Regions from separate parts of the Mus musculus genome. Here region 1 is linked to region 2. The links are chromatin contacts, called in public Hi-C maps. All regions are on one chromosome and are shown on one strand. Each heading gives the region's core, a stretch centred on a gene start, on an enhancer-like site or on the middle of the called end of the contact. The rest is flanking DNA. Distances are from core to core; before and after follow the strand shown.

Region 1 (3,977 bases), core at 1,472-3,971, 320 kb before region 2:
ATGTACCAAGAAACACAACTATTGTCCAGAGACAGCTCAGAAGAGGAGACTGGTGAGAAACAAGAAGCTAGGCACCCAAGGCTATGGGCATCTCCTTTACAATGGACATCTTATAGCACAGGTACGCAGCCCGGATCCTTTCCCTCCACTCCTAAGTAGTGACCTCTCTCACCTTTAAAGTAGATGTAATTCACCAGCACCATCAATGTCCTATCATCCAGTTCTGAGATCAGTTTCTTGATCATCCCCTGGGTCTGATTGCTCACATAGTCATTGATGAGCTTTGTGGCCTCAGTAGGCTGCTGGAAGTCTGCTGTGAAGGCCTCAGTCTGGTACAGAGCCCTTGTCTTCTCATGGAATTCTGCCAGGATCTGCAGGTCCTTTTCAATAAACATGGCATTGCCTATGTTTATCTGATCCTGGTCTTCTGGCTGGCTGAGCCTCTGTAGGAGGTGCCCAAAGCCCTGGTGGATGTCTGCTTCAGAGGTCTCTGTGAGATTGAACTTGAGACCTTCTAAAATCTCTTCCAGGGTGTTGCCCTTTGCTCCCAGGGACACGAGGGCCAAGGCAGCTGAGATGCTAAGTGGGGAGAAGACAATATTTTTATCTGGATTCTTCAAAGCCATCTTCTTGTACAGGCTGAAGGCAAAGTCAGTGTTGATGGACGCCAATGTGAGACTGTCATCTGGTGTCCCACTTTCTTGGTTTTTATGTAATAGAATATCTATTCCCCATGTGTCATCTGAGAAGCAGAGGACAGTAGGACAGATCCCAGCCATTAAGATCCCTAGAGCTGCAATGAAGGCCATCTTCTGTGCAGTCTGGAAGGAAAACATCCTTTGAGTCTTGGAGGACCAGCTGGTGCTCTGACCATTTCCTAGCTTTCCCACCTGTCTGGCATTGTGCCCTGCTCTGCTGCCCTTCCTGTCTCTTTGACTGTCCACAGGAGGTGATCTGGCCTCTCAGATTCAGTACTCCATCATGAGCCCCCTATTACCATAGAGGAAGTGCTGTTGCAGAAGCCAATTTTCATAGTAGAGAACCAAGATCCAGAGATTTGAAGGGACATGTTAGTGTCACAAGCCAAGCCAAAATAGGAGTGGGGGATGGGTGTGAGCCCTGTCTGCACTTTGCACTTGTGTCACCTCCAGCTGCCCCCTTCTCAGGCTGAACTCTGGAATCTTGGAGCATTTTTTATCATAGGTCCTATCTTAGCCCTTTGATGACAAGTCTGTGATGTCTGAGTTCATTTGGCTCATGAAAGCAAGGTGTTGGATTAGTTGAAAGGCAGTGGGAGAGATGTCTCATGCAGTGCAGAAATCCTGGACCCATGGGAACCAGCAGTGGAAGGACACACAGGGGAAAGTTCTCTCAGCTCTGTCAAGGAACAGCATGGTGCTTTGTACCCCAGGCTTGGAAGGCCTCCTGGTGTGAATAAGAAAGAGCTGTACTAGTCTCTGATCTCTGGACCAGATTTCTTGTTGGCTGTGTGATAGCAAGCAAATGCGTGGACCTCTCTGTACAGCTTGGTGAGAGGTCCAAGTTACAGTATTGGTAAGTGGCTAGCTTGTTGTGGGAATTGGAAATGATTTTCTGGAATGCCTAGGGGTCCATATCCTCTATATATACCCAGTTAGGGGGGCACAGGCATCCTAATGCACTATAGTTGAAAGCTTGCAATCATGGCTATCTACCTTTAGCCTCTGATCATTTGTTCAGGTGTAAAGTTGAAGGTGAATGGTAAAGGAACAGGAGACAGAGGAAGGAGTGGAGAGAGGAGAGGGGGAAGAGGAGAGATGAGAGAGGAGGGAGGGAAAAGGAGAGAGGAGGACGGGTAGAGGAGAAAGGAAGGAGGAGGGAGAAGAGAGAAGAGAGGAGAGAAGGGGGAGGGAAGAAGGAGGAGGGAGGATGGGGAGAGAGGAGAACTGGGAGAGTAGAAGTGTGGAGAAAGGAAGGAGAGAGAAATGGGAAAAAGAGGGGTAAGGAAATAGGAAGAGGGAGGGGTAGGGGAATAGGAGGAGGGAGAGGGAGAGAAAGTAGGAGGAAGGGAAGTGAAGAAGGCTGGGAAAGAACTAGAATAGTACACAGGGAGCTGGAGAAAGCACTAAGCAATATTTTGTGCCAAAATTATTTAGAGAGAAAAGAGGTTGCTTAATTCGTACAGCAAGAGACGTGGCTCAGCAACTGTGCCTTCCTTGCTTCCCTAGTTGTGGCTGAAGCCCCTCTGCTTGGCCAGAGGATCTGGTATATAAGAAGGAAGTGGGGTCCCAACCCCCTCCACCAGGCATCTTCTTTGTGATGTGAGCAAGAAAGAGCTGTCACCTCATCCAGAGTGACTGTGCAACAGTCTCGTCTTACCCTACCTATGACAGCAGCATGCTATGCAAGTTCTCAAAACTTCATCCCTGTGGAGTCAGAGAAGCAGACTCCATTTACTGTCCATGAGTAGAGACCACAGCATCTGCATCTTCCATTGGCAAGAGAAACAGTCCAGAGAGAAGATTTTGTGAACCCCAGAAATATTCCCTGATTGTAAGCCACTATCTCAGTCAAAGCTCTTGCCTCAGCCACACAAACACATGTTGTAGGCCATAGCTAGTACCACACAGTCCTGGGGCAGTGCCTTTTCTATTCATGGAGTCAAGGAATCCCGGGCATTACCTGCAGAGCCTCTGTGATAGCTGACTCCTGATGTTCAGGGTTGTTGGCTTGCCTGGCATCTCCCCAGTGAACAGTGATGCCTATTTATTCCTCCCAAGGGCTCCTCCCTCCTCTTAGGAAATGCTGGCATGGACAAGCTGTGCTCTGTGGTCAGTTTACAACTCGTCAGACAGGAAGATTTCTGGTAACATGGATTTGTAGTCTCTATCAGAACTGCCTCCTGATGGGGCAATTCCCATCTCTTTTCTACACAAGCCCATTGGATCTCCTGGGTATGTCTTTTGTTTATCAAATGCTTCAATGATGTAGAAAAGGGGAGAAATCACAAGCAAAACCAGACTCTACCCTACTTTTTGCCAGGGAGGGCTGCAGCTTGATAATCTAAGTCATTTAAAAATACTATCTAACTAACTAACTAAAAAAAAATCAGTAGCCCTCCTTTATACAAATATTAAACGGGCTAAGAAAGAACTTAGAGAAACAACATCCTTCCCAATAACCACAGATAATACTAAATATCTTGGTTTAATTCTTTTTTTTTATTTTATTTATTTTTTTTATTAGGTTCTTGGTTTAATTCTAACCAAGCAAGGACAAGAATTACAACTCTCTGAGGAAAGAAATTGAGGAAGATATTAGAATATGGCAAGATATCCATGCTCATGGATTGGTAGGATTAGCCTAGTAAAAATGGATATTATAACAAAAGCATTCTACAGATTCAGTGAAATTCCCATTAAAATTCCAACACAATTCTTTACAGGCCTTGAAAGAGCAATTCCCAACTTCATATGGAAAAACAAAACACCCAGGATAGGTATAAAAAACTTGTACAATAAAAGAAATTCTAGAGGTATGACCATCCCTGATTTCAAGCTGTACTACAGAGCAATAGTAATAAACCCCCATGGTATTGGCATGAACACAGGCATGTTGATCAATGGAATAGAACTGAGTGATCTAGGAGAACCCATTGAGCAAAGCAAAGGTTTGGTTTGACTCACAGTTTCAAAGTCTACAGTTCAGGGTCTGCTGGCTCCAGTTCTGTCCTAGGTCTATTTCCAATGTCTGTGACTACCCAGTGCCCAGTTCTTGCCTAACTCTTTCCCTCCTCCAGGCCTTAGCCTTTGCCACCTACTGCCCTTTTCTGGATCTGCCTCCATCTGATACAGTGTTGGAGCCCAAACTCCTGCAGCTACATGGAGCCTGTTGGTTAGAGCAGCTCCTCTCCCTCTAGTACTCCTACTCAGGGCAGTGCCATAGCCTTTCTCTGCATTCCCAGCCGACCAACCTCACAGGACAGATGGACACCTCCA
Region 2 (3,572 bases), core at 1,030-3,529:
TTGACTTGACTCTTCTCCTGAGTACACACGTGAACTTCATATTCTTATTTTCCCATCCACCTGCAAGTCAGCCATCCAATTGGCAGGAGAGGGGTTGCAGACGACAGGTCTGAAAGAGGTCAGTGACCAGCAGATGGCAGCAGTGTGCTTCTGAGGTCCTCACAGAAGCTTATCTCTCTCCAGTGTCCTTTCTGATTTATTCTCAAAATTCCAGGAAGTGGCTAGGGCCTCAGAGCCCCATGTGGCAACTGAACTGACTTTTGTCCCCTACCCTGAACTCACTTTTGTCCCTTGGGGACTTTTCTGGCTTCTACTACTGGGGAGAGAAGTTACTGGCATCTCATAAAAAGATACCAGTGATGGTGTTGAATGTTCTGGAATACATTTTCTTACGGAAAAAAAATATATATATATATTACAGAAATAAAAATATATATACATATATATCAGTTCAGATGTTGGCAAAGCCCAGAAAGTTAAGAGAACTGTGTTCATAGACAGGTAAACTGAGGCCTCAAGTAGCAGTTTTATTGTGTGCTCTTTCCTGGTGTGACCACATGGAGCTGCTGCAGGGTGGGTGGGAAGAAGCACTTTCTGGCTTGTCTGCATAGCATACTGTAAGTAGGAAGCCTTGTTAGGGAGTGAAGCTTAGCCTCCTGCCTGTGTAGCCTGGGAAACAGGCACCTGGTCAGGACAGATGAAATAAAGGAGAGATATAAAGTGGCTAGGTGACTTCTTTCTCCACCCCCTCCACCCCTCATCCCACAGGAGACTCTGAGGTGCCAGGATGCAAACCCCATGGACTTGGGGATACTTATATGCGTACAGGTTCACATACATCAAAGTGTCCGGCTGGAGCTGACAGCAGCCTGGAATTGGTTGTATTATACCAATACAACCAATATGTCTTAAATATTAAATTAATATTATGTCTTAATATGTCATTAATGAACTTAATATGTCATTAATGAACATGGTCAAAAGCCTTCGTCTGGGAAGTCATGGGCTCTGTAGGGGAACCTGCTACCATCGTTTTACTTAGTGGTCGTGTTATCAAACTGCCCTCCAGACACCGTGTTTATGAGCACAGATTAGTGCAGAGCATAGTCTTCACCAGAGAACCTCCTTACTTCAGCAGGAAGCACTTGATGGAGAACTGTAACCTATGGTCATCATCAGTAATAAGACATCCATCACCCTCTCCCAGAGTCAGGCAGCCCCGAGGAAGAGACAGTGGGCAGTATGTAAGACCCGGGGGACAGAGGGACAGGCCGCAAAAAGAAGTCTCCCTGACATAGCATAGCCATCACGTCCATAACTCGTGTGGCTGTCTGCAGATCTCTATAAGATTGGGCCCCAACAGCTCATCATGGATTGAGAAGAAGGCATGAGGAATCATAAATTAACAGTTATGAGGAGAAGGGGTGCCATTTTCTTCAGTGATGTAGTCACTGGTAAGTTGCCCTTGGTTCCAGCAAAGACCTCTTGCCCTTGCTCAGCAAGAAACTCTAATCAAGCCAGGCAGAGTGGTATACAGCTTTGATCCCAGCACTGCAGAAGGGGATCTTTCAGTTTGAGGCCAGCAGCTTGGTCTACAGGGAAAGTTTCAGAACAGCCAGGGTTATACAGGGAAAATCTGTCTTGGGAAGAAAAAGAAAGAAAGAAAGAAAGAAAGAAAGAAAGAAAGAAAGAAAGAAAGAAAGAAAGAAAGAAAGAAAGAAAGGAAGGAAGGAAGGAAGGAAGGAAGGAAGGAAGGAAGGAAGGAAGGAAGGAAGGAAGGAAGGAAGGAAGGAAGGAAGAAAGAAAGAAAGAAAGAAAGAAAGAAAGAAAGAAAGAAAGAAAGAAAGAAAGAAAGAAAGAAAGAAAGAAAGAAAGAGGGGGGAAGGAGGGAAGGAGGGAAGGAGGAAGAGAGGGAGGGAGGAAGAAAGAAAGAAAAACTCTATTTAAACTCATACCACAGGGAAGAAGAGATGACAGTACGGATAAGGGATTCACTGTTAGTCCTTTTAAAATTGTATAATGGCTCTCAAAGGCTAGACCCAGAGCTTCCTCCTTAGAGACAAGAAGGGTGTGGGGGACACTCTGCTGGCAGGTGGCGACACCAGAGGAGTGTGGGCTGTTTTCCACCACAAAGCCTGAGCTCAGAATCTCAGAACCCACTTTCCTGGGGCAGAAAGAGATGCCATAGTCTACCGATTGGATGATGAAACAAACCCTGAGGCAGACAGTAGCACGTTTGTCTCCCCAGCTACAGTCTTCTGACTGGCTGTTTGGATGACTGCCTGGAGCTCTGGCTACTCTGGGGTTGTCTAGTAATGTCTAGCTCTGGCTACTCTGGGGTTGTCTAGTAATGCTTGCCATAGATAAAAACTGAGAGTGGAAAACGCAGCTGCTTTTCAGATTCTGGAGCAGATGACCAGAATACTGGAAGGGACAGATTGGAGAGTGGGGACCTTTCTAATAAATCACACGTCTCTGAATTGTTTCATTGTGGAACCTAGGCCAAGACACTGCGAGTGTCAGAAAACGGTGACCTGGGTGTCAGAAAGACTGACTGGGAGAGCCACTTCCTGATTTAAACTTCTTCTTCTCCTTCTTTTTTTTTTTTAACTAGCTACCTTCTTTATTTACATTTCAAATGTTAGCCCCTTTCCTAGTTTCCCCTCCGAAAATCCCCTATCCCCTCCCCCTGGTCCCCAACCAACCCACTCCCAATTCTTTCCCCTGGCATTCCCCTATCCTGAGGCATAGAACCTTCACAGGACCACGGGACTCTCCTCCCATTGATGATCAACTAGGCCATCCTCTGCTACATACTCGTAACCACGAGTCCCACCATGTGGTGCAAAGCAACATGTTACAGTGTAATGATAAAGAACTGTGTGGAGGCGGTACTATTCCACTCCATTTGTGTCATTTGAAGCTACACTGCTATATTCTGACATGAGTCTCTGTTAGTCTTCGCTTGACTATATGCCATGCCAGCAACCTATCCTAGTTTGGGGATGCTCAGCTTTGATGAGAGAGTGCCAGTGTCCCCATACAATGCTCTCTCTCTCTCTCTCTCTCTCTCTCTCTCTCTCTCTCTCTCTCTCTCTCTCTCTGTGTGTGTGTGTGTGTGTGGGGGGGGGGTTTCTAAGAGAGGCACAGTTGCTGGAGTAGCAGACAGTCCCCGATGAGATGGTCAATCCTTAGCTTGAGTGTGATTTTACCCTCCCTCTGAGAATAAAGTGAATAGATAGTAAAGACAAAATCAGCAAGGGGATATTCAGTATTTTTCTGATGCCATAATAAAATTCCATAACCAAGACATTTTACATAAGAAGGAATTTATGTTGGCTTAAGGTTCCAGGGGCATAAGGGTTCATTATGGCAGGGAAGTGTGGCAGCAGGAACAGGAAACTGATAGATTATACCTTCAACCACAAGCATGACGCAAAGAAAGTGACCTGGGATTGGAGAGAAGCCTCCCTCAGAGACAGACTTCCAGCATGGCTGCTTCATCAAACCCCCAACAAACAGCGCCACCTACTGGAAACTGAGTGTTCAGCGGCCAGAGACAATGACAAACA

What was found. A called contact is a pair of places that touch in the nucleus more often than the background predicts.
Region 1: a contact with region 2 is called in a Hi-C map of bone marrow-derived macrophages, with 26 read pairs. The contact joins the promoter of Serpina3m here to the enhancer-like site in region 2. A contact is called at or near these places in 1 of 39 promoter capture datasets (embryonic stem cells), 1 of 484 Hi-C or Micro-C datasets (bone marrow-derived macrophages), 3 of 115 datasets of contacts at active chromatin or transcription factors (embryonic stem cells and stem cell-derived neural progenitor cells) and 2 of 9 other capture datasets (liver and macrophages).

The regions. Positions count from the first base shown.
Region 1 is chr12:104,385,908-104,389,884 of GRCm38.p6, reverse strand. Serpina3m (serine (or cysteine) peptidase inhibitor, clade A, member 3M) reads right to left here and starts at 2,721. Exons shown (of 5, transcript NM_009253.2): 1 at 2,662-2,721; 2 at 173-821. The coding sequence starts at 809.
Region 2 is chr12:104,066,413-104,069,984 of GRCm38.p6, reverse strand. No RefSeq gene overlaps it. Among named protein-coding and RNA genes, the nearest start is that of Serpina12, 24 kb to the right of the region's middle. Within about 2 kb of position 2,279, at least 158 of the 459 cell types and tissues checked have an H3K27ac peak or open chromatin away from gene starts, as enhancers often do. A contact at or near this core is called in bone marrow-derived macrophages, liver and stem cell-derived neural progenitor cells, where this site is marked.